Linked DNA regions of Arachis hypogaea: region 2 is linked to region 1. Evidence: chromatin contacts called from public Hi-C data. All regions are on one chromosome and are shown on one strand. Each heading gives the region's core, a stretch centred on a gene start, on an enhancer-like site or on the middle of the called end of the contact. The rest is flanking DNA. Distances are from core to core; before and after follow the strand shown. Region 1 holds the start of LOC112743787. Region 2 has its middle 13 kb from the start of LOC112746136.

What was found. Hi-C and Micro-C count contacts between places; a contact is called where the count stands out from the background.
Region 2: a Hi-C map of leaf shows a contact between it and region 1, with 2.5 times the contacts expected there. The contact joins the enhancer-like site here to the promoter of LOC112743787 in region 1. A contact is called at or near these places in 2 of 8 Hi-C or Micro-C datasets (leaf and an unstated tissue).

What each region holds. Positions count from the first base shown.
Region 1 is chr14:116,381,810-116,388,407 of arahy.Tifrunner.gnm2.J5K5, reverse strand. LOC112743787 reads left to right here and starts at 2,309. Exons shown (of 2, transcript XM_025793123.3): 1 at 2,309-4,841; 2 at 4,937-5,682. The coding sequence starts at 4,600. The coding sequence ends at 5,501. LOC112743786 (protein LURP-one-related 10) reads left to right here. Exons shown (of 6, transcript XR_011871166.1): 5 at 846-1,040; 6 at 2,126-2,320.
Region 2 is chr14:116,651,681-116,658,278 of arahy.Tifrunner.gnm2.J5K5, reverse strand. No RefSeq gene overlaps it. Among protein-coding and RNA genes, the nearest start is that of LOC112746136, 13 kb to the right of the region's middle. Within about 2 kb of position 2,773, at least 2 of the 3 cell types and tissues checked have open chromatin away from gene starts, as enhancers often do.

The DNA.
Region 1 (6,598 bases), core at 1,060-3,559:
TTTTTATTTTTTATTTGCATAGTATCGAGTCAACCGGTTCAACCAGTGACTCACCGGTTGAACCAATGACCCAGTGACCCAGTGACTTGACCGGTTCGATTACCGGTTCGGTTCTGACAACTATGGTTTGTTCCTTCCAACACTGTCTGGCTTTTGTTTATGTACTCCTCGCTTTTGTTTATGTACTCCTCATTTGCTATATTCGTATCAGTATCTTATGCTGATCTTGATAAGTTGAATTCAAGCGTTTTAAGTTATGTTGAATCGGATTCCAAATTGAATCCAGTGAATCACCATGAATATGTGGCATGGTGTTTAATGAAAGCACCATTTGATACGAATTTGTATCAAGAATAAAGAGAATTAGAGATAATCAGAGAAAATAGAAGAGAAATTCCTAGAATTAAAGTAAAAAAGGGAAAGTAAAATTTTCAATTATATCATGCATATCTTACATTATTACATCATATTCTTATTTATAGTATAATTCTTTAATTGAGTTATAAGTCCAATACTAATCCTATGATAATGATAAACTTAATTCACCTATATAAAATTAGAAGTCAAATTAATAATTCTCATCAACAAAGAGAACCACTAATTTTAACATCCATTGCATGAATAATTTTCTTAAAAAATTAAATGAATATATATAAAAAAAAGAGTTTGAGAATCAGTAATTTTAATTTATTATTTAACAGTTTAATATCTTTACTCCAACAGTTTAATATTATATTTTTAATTAATTTTTGTAAACATTATTAATTAGTTCTTAACTAACAATAATAAATTATACTAATGATGTGGCATTACTCTAAAATATGAGTTTATGTATATGTGTGTAGATGACGAATAAAGAGGGCTGCTTCGAGGTAGAGGTTCAACCAAACGTGGACTATGGCTTCGTAGTAGCACTTCTTACCATTGTTGATGAGATCAAATACATTGAGAAGAAGTCTACTAAGAAAGATGAAGTCAAGGGTGCGGATACAATCGCAGGAGCAGCTAGAATCGCAGGAGCAGCTCTAAAGCTTGGTGTGGTAAGTTTTTATTTTTCGACACTAATTTATGAAAATTGTCTTTTAAAGTTTAGTTTTTAAAAGCTGCACGTGCATTTGATAAAATCAATCTAAAAATTATTTTTAAAAATAAAAATAACCATAATAAACATGTATAATAAAAAATAATTATTTTTTTAAATTTTAAAATTTTATATATAATATAAATATTAAATTTTTATTTTATCATAATGGCATTACGAGAATACTAAATCAACTAAAACTAAATAAGTAATCTCAAAATTTAAAGAATGATAATAGACATAAATATAATAAAAATTATTTTTTAATTTTAAACTTAAAATCTTTATATAAATATCATAAATATCATCGCTAGAAATATTAAACCACCTAAATCTTTATATAGCCCAATTCTTTTCATTAATTAAATTTGATGCTATATTATTTCAAACTATTTCTATAGTTTTAAGAAACTCATCACCATCTTTTTAAAAATTATCTTCAACTTCACTTTGATCGGTATCTTCATCTTCTTCAAAGACAACGTATATCTATTTGGTCATATTTCTTAACCTTAGAATCACTTGTAAAATAATGTCTAATATAGTTATGCAGCAGCGTTATTGTTGCGATAACAATTTGAACTTGTTTTTTATAGTTAAAATTAAATATATCTCATAAAATCTTCTAATTTTTTTTTAAACTTTAAATGTACGTTCTATTAAACTTCTAAATGAAGAATAAACATAATTATATATTCTGTAGTATACTAAAAGGTCCATTAATACGATAAAATTTCGGCAGATGATATATCTCTTTTTTATATAATCTTAGATAATCTATCCTTTTTGGATAGCCTGCATACCAAATAAAAAAGAACAAATTGTACTTTATATAATAACTACTCTAGATGATGACAAATGGAGAAGTAATAATGCCATACATATATGAACACTTAGAGATGCCAACAAAAAATATATTGTGCAGATAATATTGAAATTGAACTATTTCTTTAATTTTCTCCTTATTAGTAATAATTTAATTATTTTGATGTAAGTCTTATGGTGAGTGAGGATGATGATGGAGGTTTAATCTGGATTCTGCAGAGTTTGAGCTCGTGATTGGTGAGCCTCTCCTGTTCCAGGGTTTGTGTTCTTCGAGTTAGGTGGTGCAGGTTTTGTGTTTTCTATATATTTTTAGATGTTTGTGTGCATGTATGTGTGTTTCTTTTACTAGATGTTTGTATTTGATAATACATAAAATTATATTTTTATTTTTAGTATTTTTAACTATTTTTAAAATTTTGTGAATAATAATTCAATCGCGAAATTTTTAAACTAACAAATATTAAAAATAAAAATATTTTTATATAAGGATGAAACAAGTACAGTATTAATGGTTCTCCGATTATTCGTTATTGGATATGGTTGTATTATATAATAGTCTTCAATAATGATGTTTGAATTATATGGTCAATCTTACTTAATCGGATAAAACTTGATTGTTGTTGCATGATGTTAATCTCTCCTAAGCACTTCCCCCAGTTCATGTTCCTCGGAACCAAAAAAGAAAAAATATTTATTCATTTTAGTCCTTAAAAAATTTTAAATCAGATACTTTAGTTTTTAATTAAAATTAATTATTCGATTGATCTTTAACAATTAACTCTGTTAGTCACTTAGATCCATGGCTCCATCAATTCTAACAAAAAATAAAATGGTCCCTGACAACTCTAACACGGGACAAATTATCCCTAACAACTATAACAGATAGGAGTGTTTAAAACCGATCTAAATAAAATAAAATCGACCAACTGAGCCGAAAAAACCAAAAACCAAAAAAATCAAAAAAATGATATTTTATAATTTTTGTGCTGTTCGGTTCGATTTTCAATTCTAATTCAAAAAATCCTAACCGAACCGAATCGGTTTATTAAAAAACCCTAAATAAAAGTATAAAACCAAACCCTCCCCTTTTCCACACACAGCCGCCACACTTGGGATTAGGAACCCAAACATACCTAACTCATTAACTCAATCCATTGTCCACTCTCCACTCTCCATTCCACAGCGTCGAAAACTCTTCCTCCCACCCTCCACAACGCCGTCGTCCTCTCAGCCCTAACGTCGCCGGATAGCACACTCGTGCCGGCCCTTCCTTGTCGCTCTTCCCTTTTCTCGACGCGCGCGGCCCTTTCTCTCCTTCCCTTCCTCGTCGGGCTTCCCTCTCCTCTGTGTTGCCCTTCCTTCACGAACAGCAGCCGCTTCTCCTGCATTCTGTCGTCCTCGAGAATGGATTGTAGCGTCTTTTCTGCAGTTTTGCTGGCGCTTCGCATCTGTGATTCATAGTTCTAAATTTTTTTATCTGACTATTCATTATTAGTTTTGTTTTTTGGTTTTGATATGATATTTGTTTATGTTCTGATTTGTTATTTTAATTTTTGGTTATGATTATTTGTTCTTGATAATGAGTTTTTGTTTAGGGTCTGGATCTTATTATTTCTTGATTTTAATTGTATGTTCTATTCTGAGTTTTTATTATAACTTTTTTATGATTATTTGTTTTGGATTTTTATTTTTGATTTAGGATTTTGATTCTGTTATGATTTTTTTTCTTCACATCATTTTATTGTTAATGGAGAAAGTGAAAAGAAGGATAATTTTCAACAGGGATTTCTGTATTTTGTTTTTAGGGAAATTTATTATAAAGGACCGTTACGAAGATTTAATTATTAAAAAAACTTTTAATATTAAAATTATATAGAAAGACTTATTTTATAATATTTAAAAAAAAAGACCAAATCTTTTTCGTGAAGAGACAAATATATTCTTAGATTATTTTCTTATTTATTTCTTTTCTTTATACATATTTTTTTTTCTAATTATCTATGATACTCAAATTCTTATTCTTTATCTATAACTCATAGAGACATTTGTTGCTACCAATCACAAAACATAAGACTTGGAGTACCTATGAGTATACTAATATTTTACTATTATCATATATAGAGTAGTCAATAATGAGCATCAAACAAATTATTCAAAACTTATGGAATTTGTCTAAAAAAATCTTTCTTCAATTATTCAAGGCTTAGTCCTTGAATCAAATGCAATAATCGGAGTTGATCTAATTGGTCTCTAGCGTGAAATATTTGTATACCTTTGTGATAGATATCGGCTCCTCCCAGGTAAGATGATTTTCCAATGCTGCATTTGGTATACCTTTGCAGAAACATTGCTATTGAGTAATATGTTTCTTTCAAACTCGTTTTTATATCTTAATGTCTCTTCCCTCTATTACCCCTCAGGACTTGCTTGCTTTCGAGGAATCTATAACATCTTACTATTTTGTTTTTTAGAGTAGTCAACAATTAGTAGTAAATATTAGTATTTCTTTTTTCTTGTAATCCATATTCTCATTATTGGTTATTTATTGTTTTATATTTTTGTATAGACATGGAATTTACTGTTCGTCGACAAATTTTTTGTTATTTTCACGTTGGAGGTAATATTGAAGTTGTACCAAATCAGAAAATTATTTATCATGGAGAAAAAATCATAGGAGAGCTAATTGAAGAAGGATGTACGATACAAATTTAATGCATAAGATATGGCTTCGAACCAAGGAAAATATGCAGAATAAACGCATTACCTACACAGTCAAGTTTAACCAATCTCAACTTATAGATCTCATTGATACTGATAGTGTTAACCAATTGATCACATTCAATGATGATACAACTCATGTATACATCATGGAGGTAGAAAAGACTAACCATGATAGTACACCTCATGAGGACAATGATGACAACGTTCATGACAGGTATGTATTCCAACTGTGTTATCTTTTTATAAATTTTTTTTATATTAGTGATTAGTGAATTGTTATGAAAGTAATTTAATTTTTTTTATGATTAGTACACTATCAAGTAATTCAACTCAAGGAGTCGACGTCGTTACTAATATTTATGGTCAAAATCCATTGACACCAATTCTATGTACAACGCAACTTGTCCCTACTACGCAACTTAAAGTAGTGAGATATAGAGATCATAATGTTATGGTTAGAGGGTCAAATGTTGATGTATGTGTGAATCTACTACACAAAGAATGTACATGTCTTGAATGGCAAATGACTGGAATTCCATGTCCAGATGCCTGTGCTGCAATTAAATTATTACATGGCAACATCTACACCTATGTAGAGGAGTGCTATCTAAAAAGTTCACAAGAAAAGATTTATGAGATCAGTATGATCCCAATTGAAACTCATGACATGTCTGATCTCAACAACCTGACCCTAACAGACTGGGAGAATAATATTTTTCTTATGCCACCTACAACAACTCGTCCTCCAGGAAGGCCGTACAAGAAGCGCCGAGAGTCACAATTTCAAGATATGCGTGTTTACAAATGTAGCCGATGTGATCAGAGTGGTCATAATCGTTCTAAATGTAGAAATCTTAATCCAGAAAGAATATGAATGTTTTTAGATAGTTCTAACTTTATAGATTGTCACATTTACAATTACAATATTGGTTTTTCTTAATTTATGCATATTAGGTGATTCTACTGAGTTTCTTAATTGTATTTGTGAAAGTTTGCACTTAAACTTTATAGTTTTACTTTGATTTTTAATTAAATTTGCGTAATCTTACACTTGAGTTTTGTAGTTTTACGTTGATTTTAATAGCGTTTGTGAAAATATACACTTAAATTATGCAACAGGTTTGGCTTTAGTTCTATTGTGCAATTCTACAATTAAATGACAAAATTCTATAATTCTGCATTAAAGTTGCTGCACTTAGTAAATAAAAATCTACAATTTAATTTTTTCTATGATTTTGCACTAATGTTCTGTAATTTTCTGCACAAACTCTGCAATTTTACACTAAAATTGTGTAACTCTACTCATAGTTAAACAAAAGAATCTTAGAAAAAGAAACACTTTCTATAAAATTTTCAATTGATATTTTCATTACAAGTCAAAGATCCAATGAATAATTTTGCTTCCATACCAGTCTTCCAATAAAATTAGATCACTCTAATGTTTTCATACCACTATTCCTTATGCTTCATTGATAGCCTTGATAGTTGCTAGTTACTAATAATCATGGACAATGATCATCACACTCATAAAAAAAGAAATTCATATTTCAAATCAATTCAGGTTCATAGACTCAATGAGGCTGTAGAGAAACATTTCAGCTTCTCTTTCAATTTGTTTTCAAACAAGAGATAGAATTCATGTTTGAAAGTAACCTGATTCTCCCTACAGCCATGTGTACTCAATGATGTTTCAATGTAGATAATACATTTCACTCTAATCAACTCTCTGAATTCTCAGATAGTCTCGAAGCTGAATCTCGAAGTCGGAACAGAACAGCCACTAACCATAACATAGAAGCCTACTTTGCACCTAAAAGTGACTTAATGATAGTATCACTCATACCATCAAGATAAGGGAACAAGTGACCAGATCCTTTGAGTTCATGATACTGAATCCAGGGAAGATTTTCGGCGATGTATCGTTGCACTATAACAGGCACCATCAAATCTTTCTCTCTATGCCAAAGAAGA
Region 2 (6,598 bases), core at 1,524-4,023, 270 kb before region 1:
ATAAAAAGGATACAAATACTTTGACAAAAAGAGGGATACAAATAGGTTGAATTTTTTACTTATCAACTATTTTTCTAAAATTATTTACCAAATTGCCACTTTTGCAAATGAAAAAGTATAGGAAACAATATCTTTTTTAACAACATAAATAATAAATTAAAAAAAGTTAATCTTAATTTTAAAATTTAAATTAATTAAATTTATTCATATGTTAATAAACTTAAGATATAATCTATTATTCACATTCTTCATCATTTTTGTTGTTTATCTAGTAAAATTGTTTTCAAATATATTACCTAATTGCCATTCTTTTACTATGGTGGCGATTTTTTTTTACGTGGTTGACTTGAAGGAGCCGAATTGACTCGTAAACTCAACCAAAAAACGCTGAAACCAAAGGGCTAGCAAAGTGGAAAACACTGACCTGGATGGTGCCTCCCAGAAAGAAGATGCTGACGTGGAAGGAAGCGTGGATAGGTTTATTTGACACCACATGTGAAGGAGGCATCGGCTGGAAGTGAGCAGAGTTGAGCCGAGCTAGACCAAGCTCAAACTCGGCTCATAAAAATTGAGCTTGTCTCACGGCTCGACTCATTAACAATCGAGCTTATTTCTTAAGCTCAAGCTCGACTTAACAAAAACTCACGAGCTGGCTCGAACTCACGAATTGGCTCAAATAAGAGAAACATAAATACATAATCTATAATTCTATATCAATAAATTATAACTTATATATTTTAAAAAATATTTGAAAAGATCAATTTTATATATTGTTTATCTATCAATAAATTATAAATTTTTTATTTATGTTCTATATTAAAATTAGATGTAAAAAATAAATATAAATATTAAATAATTAAGATTGTTATATATATATATATATACCGATAGCCAGCTTTTCTCTTTTTGTTGTTGTTTTATTTTAAAAAAATGGATAATCGAAATGCGGCAAAAGGAAAGAAAATCCATGGACCGACCCCATCGTCTCCACCCCGTAGGAACTACGAGATCACCCCAAGGATATATATATATATATATATATATATATATATATATATATATATATATATATATATAATCGAGCCAGCTCACGAGCTAATGAGCTGAACTTATCCAAACTTAAGCTTGGCTCATTTAATTTATGAGCTCAACTCCAGGCTCAAGTTTGGCTCACCAGCTCACGAGCTTAGCTTATCAAGCTGTTAACGAGTCGAGCTCGAGCGGGCTCATGAGCTGACTTGATTCACTTCCACCCCTAGAGGCATGGACCAATTTGGCACCTCCATGTTAGAAGCGTTGGGCGCTTTAGCAACCCCATCCCCGCGCTATCATTTTTTTCTCTCTCCATCATTTTACTTCAAATTTATATTCTCTCTCTAGATTTTTTCTCTCAACTATCTCTTTAATCACATTCTGGTTAGTTATTCTATTTTGTATGCACTATTTTATTTTCAGTTATAATTGTTTGCAGTAGTATAAGACCTATTTATTAGGGTGAGTATGTGTATGTTAGGAGAAATTTATTTGACATATGGTCATATTATTTTGTCTTATTTGTCCTCATAATACCTATTTTGTGGTTGATATTATTTAGGACATTATTGATAGGTCCACTTATTATGTTAGTTCATTATAATGGTCAGCTAATAGATGATGAGAGCATAGAGAACAATGATCTATACGACGGTTCAAAGTTAAAGGCCATTAAGAGTTCATTTACCTTAGATATTCTTAAGAATTGGGGAGAATGTTACGGAGGCTCCCAACACTGTAAACACTCATTCATCTCAAATTTTAGCTGAGAGAATTTCTGAATGCAGAAATGGGGAGGAAGACATGGAGGTTGCACCCCAGGAAGTCCAAGTTGTGACAATTGCTCCACAACATTTCTTTGTGCCATCCAACTCTTAATTTTTTTTATATTAATTGGGATGTCATGAGTCATGACTTTTCAGAAATGAGAAGAGAAGTACAATAAACTCCAAAGACAGAGTTAAAAGTGGAGTTAAAGTGACAAAAAAAGAAGCAGGTAAAACAGGCTTTTCGAGACTATTCAATTAAGAGACATCAACCTTTTAGGATGGAGGATACTTACTCAAAGAGACTGATTGTAAAGTGTCCAAAGTTTTGTAATAGTTGCAATTGGAGGGTACGAGATATATGTAGTAAGGGGTCAGGATCTTGGGAGATTAAGTTGTACAACAGACCTCACACATATGTTAATGCTACAATTTCATAGTATCATGATAAATTAAGCTCTACATTGATTTGTTGTACTGTTTTAGAAATGGTTAGAGTTAAACCTGAGGTTCCTATGAAGTTGATTATTGAGAGAATTCAGGATGAGTAAGGATATAATGTTTCTAAAGCTTACAAGGTAAAATGAAATGGCGATTGTGAAGGTTAGTTTTTGGTGATTGGGACCAGTCATACAACTTGCTTTCTACCTAGATAGATAGAGGCGATGAAAATATGCATGCCAGGCACAATTGTGTTACTTTTTTTTTATTTGTCAAGTGGATTGGACAGCCCCAATCTTAGGCATTACACTCATACATTACACACTCACACAATCCACTCACACACACTACATGGGGGTACACACAAATGGTTCAATATTCCTCCAAGAGGATTTGAACCCGGTGCAGCTCTATGGGAGGCAAACAAGATTGCCATCTGACCCAGGTATTGATGATTTTGATCCTTTAAGGCAGGTGTTAAAAGAATGTTTTGGGCTTTCAAGCCATGTATTGATGGGTTTAGGTTTTGTAAGCCCATTATACAAATGGATGACACTCATTTATATAGTAAGTATGACCATATGATATTAATTGCAACTACTCAATATGGGATATGAATCTTTTGCTACTAGCATTTTTGTCCTTGTGGATGGTGAGACTAAAGTTTCATGGTCATTGTTCTCTTAGCTTTTTTCTGATATCTAATCGACGTAAGACTGTAAGAGCATCAAAATAGGATGTCTAATATGGGCTCAAAGAAGATTATCCTTGAGGTGGATTCAAAATTTGTGGTGGACATGCTTAAAAGGACAACAAACTTGAAGGAGCAACCTGAAGCTATTGTGAGGAAAATAGCAGAATTGCTCAACAGGAGATAGCAAGCTAGGATGACTCATACATTCAAGGAAAGTAATAAAGAGGTTGACTGCATATCAAATGAAAATTTAAAAGCTAAACCATATTATCATTTTATTGATTAATTATTTAGTCCTAAATTTATAATTATATTTGCTTATGACTATAAAAGGAATGTCTTATTCTGATTAATTTTTGTTCTGTAATTTTATTCATTGAATCTTTAGTCTTGTTTAAATATAAAAAAATGTTGAATAAGTTAACATTAATTAATGAGAAAGTCTAGGCCAGGACTTTCATTAAAATTTTGTTATTATTTAACCAGCAAAAAGAAAAAAATAATTTCACACTATTAAATGTAATCTCACACCATTAAAATTACTAATAATAATTAATTAATTATTATAAATTACAAAAGCTGATGAGTTCCTAAGAGGATCTCCAATGAAAAAGTCCAATTACTATTTAGTCAGAAAAAAAAGGAATTGGACCATTGGAGAGAATTAACGTGAGTTCCTTCACGTTTTTCAAGAAGAGAGAGAGAAGAGGGAGTCCCTTTGAATGAGAACTTCCATTAACCAATATATGTTTGTCAAGTGGCAAGTATAATAAAAAATAAATAATTATATAAAATATTAATTAATTAAATAATTATATTATATAATTAAATAATAATTAATTTAATAATAATTATAATACTAATTAAATTAAATATTAATATTTTTATTTAATTAATAATTTATATTAATTAATTAACTAATAATTAATTAAGTAATTAAGTTATAATTAATTTATTAATAATTATAATAATTAAATAAATTAAATAATTAAAATTTTTATTTAATTAATAATTTATATTAATCATTTATATCATAATTAATATTAAATATTATTTATATTTATATTTATATTATTATAGTGAATTATTATAATTAATATTTTTTAATAGTAAATTATTTTTAAATTTAAATATTTAAATTACATTATTAAAAAAATTAATTATATTAATTATAAGTATTTTAATTAATTAATTAAGTGGGACCACAATAGGGACTAAAGTTAGTTCCTCCTAATGGAGAAGAGAGAGATGCTTTGAGTTTCTATTTACTGTTTATGACGCAAAAGTTGATGTAGAGTTACTTTTTATGATAGGTGGGCTATAAACAGAAACTGGGATGAGTTTCCCACTGGAGATGGTCTAATACTTCTCTTAACTAATCTTATATGACATCAAGAGCACGTCTAAAACCTAGTCCTAGGCCATAAGCAAGAGTTAATTTGGCTTAGACAGTTTGACTAGTAATACCGATTAAATCAATAATATAATAATCCAATGCGGTAATGAAATCGAGTGTTGATTTAATTTGTTGAGTTGATTTTGATTAGAAAATATATTTTATTCCATTCGTATTTATATAATAAAGAAGAAGAGATGAGTATTGCAAAATGAATATTCAAAACATAACATGTTTTCACATTTTTTTTTTCATTCGTCCACATTGTGGAAAGAGTTTGAATGCCCTACCTAGGTTTTAAGTTTCTGTCAACTCTTGACTACTTCAACTTATGAAAAATCTATTGCAGTAACCTCGTCTACATACTCCCTTTCTTTCGGAGCATAACACGAATGACCTGTTTATTAGCATAGGTTGCAACTATCATTTTAATCGTTATTTTAGCATGACATTGTAGTGTATTTTTTATTTTAGCTGAAATTTGTTTCAGTTATTTCATTAAAATGTTTGCAAACTTTTTAATAATCAAATAAGAATTAAGGAGAAACGAAACACGATATCACATATAAACGATATAAACAAGATGATTTTTCCTAATAGGCGCTTTTTAAAAATTGATATGCGTTATAGAAATAAATAAATATTTATTTATATGCTTCTTTTATGATGTAGTATCAAAATTTTTATAATTAAAAGATCTAATAGAATTCGATTTTTATTAGACCAAAAAATAGCATAAAATAAATTAAAAAATAAAAAATAAAAAAACTCAATCAAATTTAAAAAAAAATTTCTTAGTTAAAAAACATGTTAAAAGTATAATTATTCATATATTTTTTTTTCGAAAAAAATGACATCAAGAAAAAATATCGTATCGTTTAAAATGGTAAAGCATTTATTTTAGTGAGACATTTTGTGTGTTAGTGAATATTATATATCATTAAAAATAAATTAAAATTCTTTAAAGTGAATAAATACATTGATCGAATATGGTTGGAGCCATAGTTTAGAAATAAAAAGAAGCCATAACTTGAAGCGATAAAATAAGTAGAGAATAATGATTACTAATTAATCAATCATATAAAATCTAAATATATCCAAAATTTCGATATATATATATATATATATATATATATATATATATATATATATATATATATATATATATTTTTTTTTTTTTTTTCGAAAAAAATGACATAAAGAAAAAATATCGTATCGTTTAAAATGGTAAAGCATTTATTTTAGTGAGACATTTTGTGTGTTAGTGAATATTATATATCATTAAAAATAAATTAAAATTCTTTAAAGTGAATAAATACATTGATCGAATATGGTTGGAGCCATAGTTTAGAAATAAAAAGAAGCCATAACTTGAAGCGATAAAATAAGTAGAGAATAATGATTACTAATTAATCAATCATATAAAATCTAAATATATCCAAAATTTCGATATATATATATATATATATATATATGTGTGTGTGTGTGTGTGTGTGTTTGTATTCTTGTGTGGATAACCTGGACGTGACCTCGGTTAAAGGAGTTGATGTCGAGCTTTTACCTTCAATGCTGAGCTATAAGCTGAAATGATCCGAGCTCTTCGTCCAAAGAGATATCACGTCATGGAGAGTATAAACAAAGGGGGAGTGTACCTGCAAAAGGCACTCCGATACTTAAGTTAGTACTGAGGATTCAGTGTGTCTGTTGAGGATAAAACATCATACCTTTATAGATGAAGTAAGATAAGTCAGTTACGTTCTTGTTGATTATCTGAATTAATGAGCAGTTATTAGGTTTAATAAGTAATAAATACCTGGTCAGACAGTTTTATTCCAGGATGTAGTTCATTGAGTCTGATTGTAACGTATAACGCCGAGTTATAACGTAACTGTCGAGTTATGGTGTAAAACCTAGTTAATTAATGACTAATTAATCCATAAATAAGAATTTATTCTAGAAAGCAAAAAAAGTGATTTTTATGGCTTAATATGATAGAGGAGATTGAAACGAGAATTTCGATACCAATTTTATAGAAATTGGCCCAAGATTGGACCGAACGGGCTAAACCGGGCCAACCGGACTCATATTGGGCCCTTGGCCCAACATAAAAAATCTAAAACCCTAATTTTCAGCGCTCTCTCTCCTCTCTAACACTCATACACGCTGAAAAGGAAAGAAAAAGGGGGAAGAACACTCTTCCAAAGTTCTACCCTTGTTTGATCTTCAAATCACCATAACTTTTGATCCGGAGCTCCGATATTGCGGCCA